3 separate regions of the Mus musculus genome follow, and regions 2 and 3 are each linked to region 1. Evidence: chromatin contacts called from public HiChIP or PLAC-seq and capture Hi-C data. All regions are on one chromosome and are shown on one strand. Each heading gives the region's core, a stretch centred on a gene start, on an enhancer-like site or on the middle of the called end of the contact. The rest is flanking DNA. Distances are from core to core; before and after follow the strand shown.

Evidence for each region. HiChIP or PLAC-seq counts read pairs in DNA pulled down with a chosen protein or histone mark. Capture Hi-C pulls out chosen DNA fragments and counts their contacts.
Region 2: a contact with region 1 is called in a capture Hi-C map of embryonic stem cells, with 3 times the contacts expected there. The contact joins two enhancer-like sites. A contact is called at or near these places in 1 of 39 promoter capture datasets (hippocampal neurons) and 1 of 9 other capture datasets (embryonic stem cells).
Region 3: a contact with region 1 is called in an H3K27ac HiChIP or PLAC-seq map of embryonic stem cells, with 5 read pairs. The contact joins the promoter of Mansc1 here to the enhancer-like site in region 1. A contact is called at or near these places in 4 of 15 datasets of contacts at CTCF or cohesin (the NIH/3T3 cell line, large pre-B cells, pro-B cells and 1 more), 83 of 484 Hi-C or Micro-C datasets (the AML12 cell line, B cells, the C2C12 cell line and 46 more), 7 of 115 datasets of contacts at active chromatin or transcription factors (bone marrow-derived macrophages, embryonic stem cells and fibro-adipogenic progenitors) and 4 of 9 other capture datasets (adipose tissue, embryonic stem cells, liver and 1 more).

The regions. Positions count from the first base shown.
Region 1 is chr6:133,962,005-133,964,942 of GRCm38.p6, forward strand. No RefSeq gene overlaps it. Among named protein-coding and RNA genes, the nearest start is that of Gm46977, 72 kb to the right of the region's middle. Within about 2 kb of position 1,502, at least 9 of the 459 cell types and tissues checked have an H3K27ac peak or open chromatin away from gene starts, as enhancers often do. A contact at or near this core is called in embryonic stem cells and liver, where this site is marked.
Region 2 is chr6:134,779,489-134,782,426 of GRCm38.p6, forward strand. All of the region lies in intron 1 of Dusp16 (dual specificity phosphatase 16), which reads right to left. Among named protein-coding and RNA genes, the nearest start is that of 1700055D16Rik, 11 kb to the right of the region's middle. Within about 2 kb of position 1,578, at least 24 of the 459 cell types and tissues checked have an H3K27ac peak or open chromatin away from gene starts, as enhancers often do. A contact at or near this core is called in embryonic stem cells, where this site is marked.
Region 3 is chr6:134,631,014-134,633,951 of GRCm38.p6, forward strand. It overlaps Mansc1 (MANSC domain containing 1), which reads right to left and starts at 1,475. Exons shown (of 4, transcript NM_026345.4): 1 at 1,203-1,475.

The sequences.
Region 1 (2,938 bases), core at 252-2,751:
TATTAGTAATACACGAACCAAACACACACAACAATAACCAATAGAAAATCATAGGCTAACTCCCTGATGAACATAGATATATTTCGTTTTAATAAAATACTTGCAAGACAAACTGAAGCTCATCCCAAGATCACTCACGGTGATCAAGTTGGCTTTATTCCAAAAGAACAGCGGTTGACCTAGTGTCAAAGAAATTCCCGCTGGCGGGGGATGAGGGCTTCCTCTTCTCAACATCTTCACCAGCACTTTTCTTACTTATTTTCTTAAGGACTGACTGCCGTTCTGACAGGAGAAAGATAAACTCTCAATTTAGCTTTGAATTTGACTTGTTCGTTTTGTGTTGCAGTACCGAGAACTGAATTTAGGGCCTTACACACTGGGCCAGTGTTCTACCTCTGACCTTTATCTCCAGTCCTCAAAAACAAACAAACAAAAAAGTTTTCACTTTTATTTTGAGACAAGGTTTTCCGTTTCCCAGGCTGCCCTTGAATTTATAATTCCCCGAAGGAGCATATATTTCGGGCTGATTTCAGTGAAGATTGGTTAAAGTCTTTCTATTTTAGAGACTTTCAGAAGTTTATTAGATTCAGATAACACTGACAACACACACGCATGCTAATTTAAAAAGAGAATTGAAGACTGACCATAGTTACAGTAACAGCTGAAATACAGGGTTTTAAAGAAGTCAGTATTCACCAGGAAGGCATTTTGCATTTGGAAATAAACAATTGATCTTTGGGTAATTTTAATTGTTTGAGCTGATTGAAATTTAAAACCAGTTTATTTCAGCCAGAAGTGATGGCCTTTGATCCCAGGACATGAGAGGCAACCCTGGTACTCAGTTTCAGGCCAGCTAGCGTGCGTGACTCCTCTCAAACAAACACGAAACAGCTCATTTGACCGGTTCTCCTGGAAAAAGTTCTAGTATAATAGTACGTGTTTGTTTGTTTGCTTGCTTATACTCTTTACTTAATAATAATTAAGATGATAAAAAAAAAAGAAGAGACAAAATGAGCCAGGATGTTAGTGAGGCCCTGGGTTGCACTAATGACTTTTTATTGTGTTTGAGATGGTCAGAGTCCTCATGCCTTGCTTATCCGAGCACACAGAATGCCACATACAAGCCTTCTGTTTGACTTGTCAGAATGAGAGGGGGTCAACTCTTCCTACTCACGCCTGGCAAGGTCTCTGCTAATGAAATAACAACAGTTGGCAATGCTCAGTTGATGCACGAGTGGCAATTTGTGTAGAATATGGGTTCTTTGAGGGCAGCAGCGTTGTCTTATTTCCAGCACCACACCCAATGTCTGACATATATTAAGGGCTCAATAAATATTTACTGCATATGTAGAAACTATCAAGACGTATCTCGGCGAACAATCGTACTTGAATCAGAGCCACATTCTCAGGAGAAGAATAGGAGCCGAGATCATGGGAGCTCATAAGAATGGGACCAGAATCAAAGAAATTAGCATCCTCTAGAGCTGGTGACACCCTTCATTGTCATGCTTATCTGAGGAACTCCTGTTCTCACCCTGTTCAACTCCAGCATGCTAACCATACTGTGACTACACTTAACTGTGTACTGAAGGAAGGCAACTCCCTGACCAAACATTCCAACAAATTTCAAATTTATCATTAGCCTCCCTAATGCTGGAGGACCACTATATCTTTAACATCAGTTTCTTTAAAAAAAAAAAAGAAGAAGAACTATTTATTTTTATTTAAGTATATTATGCATGTATGTATTATGTATGTCCAATTACCTAGATATATATCACATGTATTCAGGTTCCATGGAGGTCAGAAGAGGGTATCAGATCCCCTGAAACTGGAGTTACAGTTGTAACCCATGAGCCACCAGATGTGGGAACAGGTCCTCTGCAAGCCCAGGATGTACTCTTATAGACTGTATCATTTCTCCAGCCCCCAAGAGGGAACTGTATTTTTTAAATGATTGCCCTAGGCCAATGAGGTAGCTTAGCTCTTAAAAAGATTTGCCGTGCAAACCTGACATTCTGAGTTCAATCCTAGGAATCCATGACAAAAGGAAAGAACCAACTCCCAAAAGTTGCTCTCTGACCTACACACATGCACCATGGTACACATGTACCTGCATGCACACTGATTAAATAGCAACACAATAATAATGATACCACTACCAATAGTAAGATTATTATTTTAAATTGTGTCTGTGTGTGTGTGTGTGTGTCTGTGTGTGTGTGTGTGTGTGTGTGTGTGTGTGTGTGTGTGTGTGTGTGTGTGTAGGTAGGTAGGTTGGTTGCTGTGAGAACAGTTGCCCCACAGAGGTCAGAGGAGTTGGACTCTCCTGAAGCTGGAGTTACCGGTAGCTGTGAACCACCTCATGTGATTACTGGGAATTGAACTCAGGTCCTCTGGAAGAGCAGCACGTGCTCCTAACCACTAAGCCATCTCTCCAGCCACTAAATTTAATTTTAAAAGTTTTTATCCTGAAGGTTGACAGTCCTCCATACCTGGCTGAAGCCCTGTGCTTTCATTTGCTTGTTCGATGTAGGTAATCTCATACCTACCCAAGGTTATAAACTAGTTAACGCCAGATCTTTTTTGATTCCTTAGATTTGTCAAATCCATCCATGCTGATAAGATGTCTTGGAAACACTGATACCTGGACTTGCCACGTAGCTTCCTTAGGTTCACCTTGAATGAGGGCAGCAGCATCCCATAGGCTGAGACCCAGGCTGAATACAAAGGAAAGAAGCCACTGGACACCAGCATTCATCTCTACTTCCTGGCTCTAGGTGCAATGGCTGCTTGGCTCTCTTACCACCATGCCTTCTCTGCTCTAATAGCCTGTACTTTCAAACTCTGAGCGAAACTAACCTCTTTCTTCATTGAGTTGCTTTTGAAAGGCATTTTGTTAGAGCAACAAGAAAAAAAAAACAAACTGTGCACTGAT
Region 2 (2,938 bases), core at 328-2,827, 820 kb after region 1:
GCAGAGGCAGGTGGATTTCTGAGTTTGAAGCCAGCCTGGTCTACACAGTGAGTTTCAGGACAGCCAGGGCTACACAAAGAAACCCTGTCTCAAAAAAAAACAGAGAGTACACATGGAGGGACCCATTGCTCCAGCTGCATATGTAGCATAGGATGGCCTTATTTGACATCAATGGGAGGGGAGCCCCCTGGTCCTGTGGAGGCTCGATGCCCAGTGTAGGGGAATGCTAGGGCCGTGAGGTGGGAGTGGGCGGGTGGGTGGGTGGAGGAGCTCCCTTACAGAAGCAGGGGTAGAGTAGAGGGGACAAGGAGGTTTGTGGAGGGGAAACTGAGAAAGGCGATAATATTTGAAATGTAAATAATATAGCCAATAAAAAATAAATAATTCAACTCAAATTGCAAATTTTTTTTGGTTCTTAAATACCTAAATTAATGGCATACAGCCTAAAGTTTTCCCAGTACTGATAAACTGCAAACAAAATGTACCAGGGAACCAGACATACTTGCCTGAAATTACAGCTACTCAGGATGTTGAGACAGTGAATCCCAAATTTCAAGCCTGCCTGAGCTATATAGCTTATTCAAGGCCAGCCTGGGCAAGTAGTTCAGCCCTATATAACTCAGTAGATCAAAGTTAGCATGGCTTACACAGAGAAACCTTGTCTCCATTGAAAAAGAAGAGGAGAAGGAAGAAGAGAAGGAAGAGGAGGAGATGTGGGGGTGGTAGAACATGGGTGAGATGAGGCCTAGTGGTAGAACACGGAATTACATCGAAAAGTCCTAGAAATAATCCCAACACCAAAAACAAAAAACAAAAACAAAAACAAAAACCCAAGTATTAATAAAATGTATTAAATAAAATGTACTTCTATAAAATTGTTTTTAGTATAAGATTAGAAGTTTGGGGGTCTTATTTTTAAAAACTCTCAAACAGTACAGTGTTTCACAATATACTATCCAAATTCCTTACAGCTTTTGACAAAACTCCACGTGAAGAACCAGGTTCATTCTATGAAAACAAAACAGAAGCTACTATATGGTTCCTGATGTACCAAATGCCCTGCTTCATTGAAGTGCCGTTGTTTAATACAGAAGGCCTTGTTCTTTTAATTTATCCAAGCAAATATGCAGCATGACTGCTAGCACCAAATAACAAATGTCCAACAAAAGGCCAGAGTGGACCAGGTTTCCCACAATGATTCCTAAAATACATCTTATGTTGGACAGGAAGACATTTCCTCAGAATTCTGTACTCAAGTATTTATAGACTATACACACATACCTTTCCTAAAATAAAGAAATGGAAGCCGAGTTATAGCTTAGTTACAGCACTTACATAGCATGCAAAGTCAAAAAAATTAATTTTTAAATGTAATTACTTTTTTATTTTCAATAAAAATTTAGAATGACTATCAAAAGCCAAATCACCTTTAAAGTTAAGAACTATAAACTTCTCTACCATCCTTTGTTGGTGATGCTATCCAGCAATCAAATAACCACACAGTACCATACCCTCTCAAATCCTGTCTACTCTTCTGATGATAAAATGCTTTAAGTGGTCAGAAGAACAAAAGAGAAAAGAATTATCTCAGGGCTGGCAAGATAGCTCAACCTTCTCTGGTAAAGGTGCTTACCACACAAGCCTGAGATAGTCACATACTCTTGAAAGAGTTGTATTAGAAGGAGAAGGTTTCTTAAGTAGATTGACCCACGTTTGACCCCAGAACTCATGTAAAGTTGGAAGGAGAGAACCAAGTCCACAGAGAACCATATACAAGCAATGGCAAACATACACTGACATACACACACACACTGACACTAGCACACATACCAACTCTAACACACACACAATGACTAATATACACATTGACACTAACACACATACTGACTCCAACACACACACTGATGTAACTTTAATTTTTTTCAATGCCTATTTTTAATGATGACTCTTAAAAGCTTTAATCTCCCTGCTAGCCCACCACCCACCAGAGGTAGTAGAAAAGAAAAGATACAGGGGAAGTGGACCTGTTTAGTAATGCAACTCCCTTCTGTTCTGTCTGGAAATCGGCAGTTCAGTTCACAGGAGGAGGCGGTAGCAGCACGAATACACCAGCAGTGCGGTTTGGAAGTGGGGAGGCAAACACAAATCAACAGAGGTTATCACTACCTAGCAGAGACAGTGAGGCCTCAGCCTCCGCACAAATCAGCAGGAGGGACCAGGGTCAACAGGAATGCCAGGAGAAGTTCTCAGCTGGGCCTCTCAGTGAAACCAACAAGCCACAGCCAACTCCATATACAAGCCTAGCTCAGCCTCCTTCACTGGCCATCAGGTCCTATTTATACCCCCTCCAAACATCATGTACCTCAGCATGAGTCTGTCTCAGCTGGCATCACTCTGCCAATCAGCCCAAGTCCGTGGAAGCGGCAAGACACTGCAGCACACCACCAGAGGTTTTTCCGTGCGTTTCTCTCTATGGAGTCCCTATAAAGGCAGCTTAACTACACAGTGTAAGGTGGACCAATACTTGCATGTCATCAGGGAAGAATCCTTCATCACGTGTCCTTTCACATGTGTCCGCTTCAGCTAACCATTCCTTCACATGTTTGCCCCAGCAAAACACCATTCTAACCAACTTTCCAAAGAACCCTTCAGTTTCCACTTCACACTAACTCTAACACACACACATGCACGAATACACACAGACACTAACACACACAGATGCTGACCCAAGCACGTGCATACACACAATAATAAAAATAAAAGTTACCTCAGAGATTATCAAGTGTAATTCTCTTAAAGTTGAGAAAAATCAATGCTCAAGTGCCTCTAAATTAGCCCTACAACTACTTGGAATAGAAGGCTGCATAACCTAATCTACAGTAAAGAAGAATGGATGCAGGGCTTTAGGAGGGATGATAGAGACAATGTCCAGCAGACA
Region 3 (2,938 bases), core at 225-2,724, 670 kb after region 1:
GTAATCCCAGCACTTGGAGGCAGAGGCAGGAAGATTTCTGGGTTCAAGGCCAGCCTGGTCTACAGAGCTCATCCCAGGTCAGCCAGAACTACACAGAGAAACCCTGTCTTGAAAGGCCAAAACCAACCAAACAACCCCAAAAAGGTATGGGCGCAGTGGCACACACCTTTAACTACAGCACCAAGGAAGCAGAGGCAGGCAGATCTTGTGAGTTTAAGCCCAACCTAGTCTAAGTAATGAGTTCCAGGCTGGGCAGGGGTACACAGGGAAATGTAATCAATTAAATTAACAAATAGTTTCATTAGGGATATCCAACAGCTCTTAGGTGACTTAGATCTTCTGGCTTTTTTGATCCCTGATTAAGAATTACATATTAGGGTTGGAGAGATGGCTCAGAGGTTAAAAGCACTGACTGCTCTTTCAGAGGTCCTGAGTTCAATTTCCATCACCCACATGGTGGCTCACAACCATCTGAATTGGGATCTAATGCCCTCTTCTGGTGTGTCTGAAGGCAGTGGCAATGTACTCATAAATAAAATAAATAAAAAGAATTACATATTAGCACAATTGTAGTGCCATTAGTTCATGAAGTTATCTAATCCACTAAAGGTGTGAAGCTCAACTTAATCCTGTTGAAAAGGGGGACAGAGACATAGAGAGAAGAGAGCTTGCTGACTCGCTCAAACTTAACTTGTATGTAACTATTTCAAGTGTTGGCAATCATTTACAGCATACTATCAAGAAGTCGGTAGGTAACTCTCCTCTCCCCGTCTCTGTTTGCCTCTGTCTCTCTGTCTGTCTCTGTCTCTCTCTGTCCCTCTCTCTCCCTTCCCACCCCCACCCCACCCCCACCTTTACAGAGTATCACACAGCAGGTTGAATAAGGAAAAGGGAAGAGAAAGCATAGGAGAAAACATGGGAACTTTTTCCGTCCTTTGAGCAAGTACATGCTACTCCCTGAATTGCTTCAGCCGCCCTCTGCAGACAATTTGGAGCTTGTGCCATTTATAGCAGGTGCTTTCAAGCCCGCCCTACCATCTGTTTTGGGGACTATCCAGGCCAGCCCCCACTTTGCCCAAGTCTGGTCCCTAGGGTCGCTTCGGGGTGGTTGCTGGAGCTGGGCCCCGGAAAGGAACGGAGTTGTTCCCACAAGGGGTCGCGTCTACCCGAGGCCAGCCAGAGGCGGAAAGAGACGCCTTTACCTGCAAGCGAGAGACCCCTGTGGCCCCCGCGGCGCTTGGGCCCAAGGACAGTTAGGTCGCTTTTGCAAAGAACCAGCGAAGCGGCGCAAGGCTCTGGGGAGGATCGCAGGGGATGCTCCGCAGCTCCCGCACCGGTCCCGCAGATTTTGTCGTGACCAAGTTCCTGCTTCCGTCGCAGCGACTGAAAGTTTGCACGGGGGAAGGGCGCGTCCCTGCCCTGCAACCCGGAGCTGCTTCCCAGGCAACATCCAGCCTGACCGCCCCAGCCGGGATGTGCGAACCTAGCCGCCAGATCCCCAGCACCCAACGCACTGAGAGCCACTAGAGGGGGAGGATTGACTCTCGGGGTCACCAAGGGTCTTAAACCGTGCCGCTCGGCCGCGGGGAAGCCATGAAGAGCAAATGCACAGGTGCTGATGGGGAGGTCACACACCCAGGTGTACTCCCGCTCCACGCTGGGTCGCAGTCTTCTTGTCTTTAGCAAGCAACCACAATAAGCGCTGCTTTTTGTTTCCAGACGTTATCTGAAGGCCTGGCCGACTTGGAATTCTTTGGGTACGCAAGGACGACCTTCAACTCCTGATCCTCTTTCCTCTACCTCCAAAGTGCAGGTGTCACAGGGGTTCACCTCCACTTTCTGTTCAAGGACACCTTCTTGGTCAAAGATCACAGAGCATCCTAATTTGGGCATAATTAGGAGAGTCTATTTCCACAATTGGGGAACGGGAGGGGCTCAGTCACAGCTGGCAGTTCTCCAGCTAACTCTGTAAGGCACATGGCTTTTCCCGGGATGTACTGGGTTGTTGTTGCTGTGTGTTGTTGTTTATTTTGGCTTTTTTTTTCTTTGAGACAGGTTCTCACCTGTCTGGTCTCCAGCTCCACGTGTAACTGAGTATGAACTTTTAAGTCCTGATCTTCCTGCCTCTACCTCCCAAGTCATGATTTGTTTATGAGTATGGATAATAACGACGAAAGCAGTGCTGTCTGACACAGCTGTTAAAATGACATCCCTAAACACTTAGCGTAGCACTCTGGCTTTATGGTGGTTTAAAAGTATTTGACTAAAATGTACTTCTTAGCCGGGCGTGGTGGCGAATGCCTTTAATCCCGGCACTTGGGAGGCAGAGGCAGGCAGATTTTGAGTTCGAGGCCAGCCTGGTCTACAAAGTGAGTTCCAGGACAGCCAGGGCTACAGAGAAACCCTGTCTCAAAAAACCAAAAAAAAAAAGTACTTGTTGCCAAATAAATAGAAACGAGGCTTAAGTGGTTAAGTTATCTCTGACTGCTCCCTTCACTCCTGTTTGCATATAACCCCAAACGAATAAAACCTCATTAAGAGACTGATGTAATCCAGTCTAACTTTCGGCGCCATCTTCACATTGGCTGGGGCGGAAGAGTTTTGAAGCCGCAGTTATAGATGATTGTTCTGGGCCTGTACAGTCAACACATAAGCTGGCTTTAACCAGTAGCTGCAGGAAGTATATGTCGTCAGAGAAAGCTTGTGAACAACGGTCCATTGTGTGATACCAACTCGGGGCAGGTAGAGGGTGACCTACTTTCCAGTTATAGTAATGTTGCCACAGCTTGGTACCAAGGAGTAGCCAAGGAAAACTAGACTACAGTGTGGATTAATGACTGCGCTGGGGTAATTTTCTTGCAGCAACAAGATGAAGTGGATGTATATTCTGTCTCTGTAGATGATATGAAGTGTGTGTGTGTGTGTGTGTGTGAGTTTG